Linked DNA regions of Mus musculus: region 1 is linked to region 2. The links are chromatin contacts, called in public HiChIP or PLAC-seq maps. All regions are on one chromosome and are shown on one strand. The core of a region is the stretch at or near the end of the contact, and the rest is flanking DNA. Distances in the headings are between cores, read along the strand shown. Region 1 holds the start of Inpp1 (inositol polyphosphate-1-phosphatase). Region 2 overlaps Nab1 (Ngfi-A binding protein 1).

Region 1 (3,036 bases), core at 481-2,980, 360 kb before region 2:
ACTGAAATAAATACCTAATTAAAAATTATTTTTTATGATTATAACTGTGTGTATGTGAGCACACAGGTGTGCTGTGGCGCATAAATGGAGGCCAGAGCACAATTTTGGGGAGTCAGTCCTCTCTATTCACCATGTGGGTACCAGAAATCCAAGTGAGTTCATCAGGCTTGGTGGCATGCACTTTTACCTGCTGTGCCATCTCATCAGTTATGAGGTAAGACTTACCAGTTATCCAGCTCTTATAGCTGTGTGTTAGAGCTGCAAGAGACTGCTGCAATAGCAATGGCAGCCATAAACATGGAATTCTAAAAGTTTGTGGATTGACATCTAGATCCGGTTTGGTAAAAGGGTCACTAAGTGTGAGTGGCAAAGTTGACAGTGAGGAGGAGGAAATGTGCCTTGATCACCAGCAGTTTGCTCCAAGTGTTAATAGAGATCAGAGCAAGCAAGTGATCCAGTGAGATACGTATTGTAGGGTGGTCTCTGCACCTGCAGAGAAATGGGCTAGAGTCATAGCTCCTACTCTAGCCCCTCCCCAGTTCTGCTCCTAGATACAAATCTACTCCCATTTCCTTATGGTAAATGTCACATTTATATTATTCCTTGATTTTGCTGTCATGGATATGATTTCATAATTAATATCAGCTGTAACACCAAGAATGGACTTAAGAGAATGGAACTAAAGGACAATATGAGGATCTAGGCATGGTAGCACCCATCTGTACTCCCAGCACCCAGAAGGCAGAAGCAGGAGGATAGCGAATTTGAGGCCAGCAAGGGTTATAAAGTGAGACTCTTACCAAAAACAAAACAAAACAAAGTAAAAGTGAGAAAGAAGGCTGAATCCACTGAACCTGTGAGTGAATGGAAGGCGGATGGGGAATGGAAGTGGGTGAGGTGCCATCGCAGTACTGCGCATAAATAAATGGGAGCTTGGGGAGAGGTTGATGAGAAAGCCTGCAGGCTAGAATTGTTGAAGTGCTTCCCAGTTCCAGCCACAGAATAAATCACAGGGAAGCCGGATAAATCTTACCAGGACAGAAGGGCCCAGAGCACTCACAGAGACTCTGAGCCCCTTCTATCCCAAAGTTGAATGTTGCCCTTTTTAAAATTCTTACCCTTGCTGCCCTTTGTCCATCACCACCCATTTCTATTTCCACCTACCACTCCCAACTATATCTTTAAGTCACACTGAGCATTAGTTTAAAAGGGTTGCAGCAAGAGATGAGTTTCCCACCCAACATGTGCTTCTTGCCTGGCTGGGCCTTGACCCACAACTAATAAGGTCCAGAAGACACTGCTTTGACTAAACAAACATGTAGGAACCTAGACGCTTCTATTAGAACAGGGGGACTCATTCTAGCAGGAAGTCCAACTTCACAGCTTCAAACCATCTGTCAAACCCATAACACCAAGGGTTCAAATGAATGGAGGAGGAATATTCTCAAAGACTTTTTGGGTGCTTCTGAAGAAACAATGCACACCAAGAACTGTGGTTGAGGCAACCCTGACCTTTCTGGCCCTCTCAAGCAAATTGACAAAGCTTCACTTGTGACGTCGCGGAGGCCAGACTCAGGCTGGCTGGCGTGGGATGCCCTCGCCCGCCCCAGAAGCAAGAGGCCACCCGCCCCGGGGGAAAGAGGCGGGGCCGGGACCTGGCAGAAACTGGGCTGCACTGCTGGAGCCAAGAGAGGCAGGGCGCCTCCCCGCCTTCGCTGCGGTGACCTCCGGTGTTTTCCTGGCGGCTTGCCCTCCGGCTGTGCCCGCCACAGGAGGATTGCGCCAGGTCCCAGCGCGACCACCTCCAGGCGTTGGCACTCCCTTCCTCCTCTCTCGCCCCTCCTCCGCCTCTTCCGTTTCTCTGGGAAAGGCTGTATCCTCCTTGGGGCTCTGCATCCTCGCTTAGGTAATCCGCTTTCCTGCTTTCGCCACCCCTCCCCGGTGTCCAGCGTCTCCACCTCCGCGCATTTGGGTCCCCGCGAGCCTCGCGCGCTCCATCGCCTCTGCAGAGGGCAGGTGAGTCGGTCTCCGGCCGAAGGCTACTGGCCTCGGCGCCTGGGCCTGCGAGGTACCGGGTCGCTGCATCGAGGCCTCTCCGGCCTGCCCGTGCCCACCCACACAGAGCCCGAACCCCGAACCGAGAGGCTAAGCTCGCGGATCACGCCGCCCCCTTAGCTCTGCAGAAGCCACCGAAAGAAATCCAATCGCCCGCAGAGTAGCTTCTTCTGCTCGGTTCTTTCCATTCCTACCACTAGCCTCTAGGTTGAATGAGGTGATCTGAGAATGGTCAGAAGCAGAGGCCCAGGTTCCACGGGTAGGTGGCGTAGCTGTCAAGAAGTAGGGGAGCAGTTTGCCTGAGAGATGCTTCTAACGTGGATCCACGTTGACTGTCTCTAGAGACCCATTGGATGGGTGTAGACTAAACAGTCCGGGGGTATATTTTTTCTACATTTTGAAGTATGGTTTTGTGAGACATGTCTAGGCAGTGGGTGTGGACAGCATAGAAGGGTGTCATCTAAATTATCTAACCTGGCTTTGGTAAAAATCATATGGACTGTCAGACATGAGGTGTGAAAGAAAAATCTAGGGAATACACGTTAACAAGCGCGGTGTGTACTTTGGAGATTTCTGTCCTTAAAACTAGGACCGGAACACGTGGAAGTTTGCCCACTGTGTGAGGGTGTTCGCGTCAAAAGGACTGCGGCTTGAGGCCGTGCGGACAGGACTCTTAATATATATGTATCCCATGCAGAATGAATCTTTCTGTTTTGTTTTGTTTTGCTTTGCTTTTTTGGCTCCTTGCCCTTAATTCCCAGTTTTAATCAGATGGTAAGACTTAGGTCCACCCACCTGGTAACAATCTAAGGAAGAAAACAACCCCAGGGACTACTTTTGGCTGATGGACTAGCAAGATGACCTCAGTCAGGCATCTGAAAGTACAGAATGAAAGGGAAAATACAGGCAACGGGAAAGCCGATTTTAACCCCTGCACGTGCCTGTTTGCTGTTTTCTTAAGAACTTACATTTAAAGGACTT
Region 2 (3,196 bases), core at 230-2,729:
ATATTTTCATAGCTGCTAGGCCACACGATTCTTGAGCACTACAGTATTCTTTTGAATTCTGGTCTCTTGGCAGTGCCTGATTCTTTGGTCATAATTTCTAAGACTGTTCTTTTGACTGCTCCATTTATGTCCAGATCTCACTTGTAAGACATAAAAGGGCTCATTTCTGCCAGTTCACCCTCAACCAAAGGAAAAGTTTAATATTGTTGTAGTGATTTAATATGATGTCTAGAACAGAAGCATTTAAAAATAACTCACCAAGCACTAAACTCGATTTTTTAGCATTCACATGACATGCTACTTACCATTAGCTTTCTCTTTTTATTTTTAAAATATTTCATTGATTTTCTATTTTTAAAGTAGTTAATTGGGCCAGTGTGATGATGCCCACTTTTAATTAGTCCTTGAAGGTTGAGGTGGGGCAACTGTAGTTTGAGTTTGGCCTACACAGGAAGACTCAGTTGCAAAAGGAAAAGACATTAATTGGTAAATAAAAATGGTACATATTCAAGTGTATAACATGGGTTATCTACCTGTTTTGAAAATGTGTTCATTGTGTGTGCATGACATGTTTAACACATGCTGTGGCATACATGTGGGGCAGAGGGTAGCTTGGTGGAGCTGGCTCAGAATTGAAACAAGATACTAGGTTTGTGAGCACTGATTATTTAATTTCTGTACACCGTGCATCCTGATTGCCACAGGCAAATTAAGACACCTCAGTGGGAAAGTGGATTCTGGCTGTGCTTGACTGCCACTTACCATTCTTCAGTTTGCTTACCTTTGCTAAACTCTCAGTAGAGTGTTTTAAATTCTACACAGCATCACAAGACAAAGATGTGCACTGTTAGAAACTGGGAAAAACATAAATTCTACTTTATGTTCCAGAATTTTAATCCACTTTTTATGATTCTACAGTTGAACCCAGCACCTCATGCATTCAAGATCAACACTGCCACCAAGCTATGTTCTCAGCCCCTATTTTTTTTAAATCTTTATAATTGCTCTCTATTTAAGTTTTTCATTGTGCCTTCTCCAAAGTATCAACTTGATTTTTTACAACTCCAAAGAAATGTCATGTTGGATGCTGCCATCAAAATCTGATGCTTCAAAATGTAGGTTATACAGGTAACATTGGTACAAGATAGAAATGCAGCAACAAAAGCTAAAAAAAAAAAAAAAAGTCCCATGAGTCTCCTCTGTTAACCAAGGAGTGTCAAATTCCAAGTTTCCTGGTAGTCCAAACAATTTGCTAATCAACCCCATAAGCAGCGTTGCTGTGGTAAGAACCCATGACATTATAAATTAGACTGTACTTCATATTTACACATTGTGAAACCTTGTGAGTCATCTTTGTATTAAAAATTTACACCTCATAGATGTAGGTTTCAAGTGCCGTATTTAGCACCCACACATAATCCAAGCAAGGAATGCCCTTCTCTTCTAACTGCTGCAGACACTTCTCTTGGCAGGTCACTTGGGCTTAAGTACAGAGGCAGCTGCTTAGGCAGTGTGTGTGTAGGTGGAGTCCTGCCAGTAACTGACTCAGCATAAGCTTGGTAATTTTCTGAGGGTAAATGCTATCATCAACTGTCACCTGTGGTCTAGCACCAAACCTGCGCTCGTCCTTCCCAGACAAAAAGATTTCTTTATAAAGATGTTCTCACACACAGGCTCTGCTGAATTTCACCATTTGAGTTTTATCTCCCTCTGACATGCATACTCCTACTCTCAGGTCCTGACTCAGACAAAGTGAGTTCCCACCCACAATTGATGCTGACAAGGCTATCCTTGCCCTTTCAGACAGTCTTCTGTTATCAAAGTGTGTCTGTGTTCATTGTATGAATCCATTTTACATGCATCAGCTAACACGGGTTCTTCGGCTTTATTGATAAGGCACAAGGCAGAGTGTTTGATGAGATTGGGCTATCACAGATACTTAAACTAAAGTTCTTAGGGTAGTTAATGGCAATTTCCAGTTAGAATTAATATGAAGGGTGAAATGAATGGGGAACACCTCATTTTTCAAAGAACATCTTTGATACTGCAAGGTTTTAAATGGGAAGGATGAAGGGTTTCTTTTGCCGAGACTAAGTTTATGAGTGATGGTTGGTTTACATGGGAAAAGTTCATTTTTTTCCTTTGGTTTCATACTAAAAGACAAGACTAGTTCTGTCTCATGAGGCACATGACCTAGAACAGATTAGTCTTCTTAAACTTCTGGGAACTACAACAGTGGGATGTCACAAATCTACTGTTTCCTGGCACAGGGCCAACAGCTTCACATTTAATTGGCATAATCTGTAAGTATTTATCATCTCAGCTATGCAGATGAGAAGACACATCCCTAAGGTGTTAGTAATGGTTTCTATACACCTGGACTAGTCCATGCTTCTGATGCTAATATTCCTTAAATCTAAGGACAAGCATGATACATAAATATGGCACAGTAAACACTACTTATAGATTAGACTTAAATATTCACATATGACAAAACCACCAGACATGCATAAAAATGATCACATTGATAGCTGTGTGAGCCAGTTAGCTAAGTGTCAAGATTCCGGCAGAGATTCTCTGAAGGAAATCAACACAGGGAAGGTTGAATCCAAGGTTGAAGCCAGAAGTAAAACGATCCAACTGCTTGTGACTAGCATGTTGGAACCACCAAGGTGGGGTGTGAAACAGACACAGGCAGATACTGTTACAGATGAAGTAGAAAATCTCTAAAGATTAGAGATGAAACTGGTGGCAAGGAGGGTGCTGACTGAATCCAACCCCTTGGGAAACAATTAGAAGCATCTTAAGGAAATGAGGCTTTGAGAAGATCAGAAATATCCTAAAATAAAACAAGCTGGATTCTTGAGTGTTCCGAGGACATCCACAGGGTTTAAGTGGGTTGCTGCAAGAGGTGTGTGAGGCTGCTGTTGGAGCTGTCCAATCTGAGCTCAAACTGAATGCATGGAGAAAATGGAGTGGAGGATATGCAGGTGTGGACTGTTCACTCAGACATTTATTAAGTTGTTTGCCTTGAACATCCTGGCACTGGGTTAGGAAGTGAAGACATTGAAGATCTTGAGTTTTTCCCACGTCTACAGACACTTCCATCTTTAGAAGTGACTTTGTAGATTAAATGTCCAGCTTGTGATCATTGGTAGAAATTAACCACTGTTATGAACCAAGGAAAAATAGAGGC

Evidence for each region. HiChIP or PLAC-seq counts read pairs in DNA pulled down with a chosen protein or histone mark.
Region 1: an HNF4G HiChIP or PLAC-seq map of pancreatic cancer cells shows a contact between it and region 2. The contact joins the promoter of Inpp1 here to the enhancer-like site in region 2. A contact is called at or near these places in 11 of 39 promoter capture datasets (the C10 cell line, the HPC-7 cell line, cranial neural crest and 8 more) and 1 of 115 datasets of contacts at active chromatin or transcription factors (pancreatic cancer cells).

The regions. Positions count from the first base shown.
Region 1 is chr1:52,816,382-52,819,417 of GRCm38.p6, reverse strand. It overlaps Inpp1 (inositol polyphosphate-1-phosphatase), which reads left to right and starts at 1,730. Exons shown (of 6, transcript NM_008384.2): 1 at 1,730-2,016.
Region 2 is chr1:52,453,169-52,456,364 of GRCm38.p6, reverse strand. Nab1 (Ngfi-A binding protein 1) reads left to right here. Exons shown (of 8, transcript NM_008667.3): 8 at 1-516. Among named protein-coding and RNA genes, the nearest start is that of Gm23460, 10 kb to the right of the region's middle. Within about 2 kb of position 1,479, at least 44 of the 459 cell types and tissues checked have an H3K27ac peak or open chromatin away from gene starts, as enhancers often do. A contact at or near this core is called in pancreatic cancer cells, where this site is marked.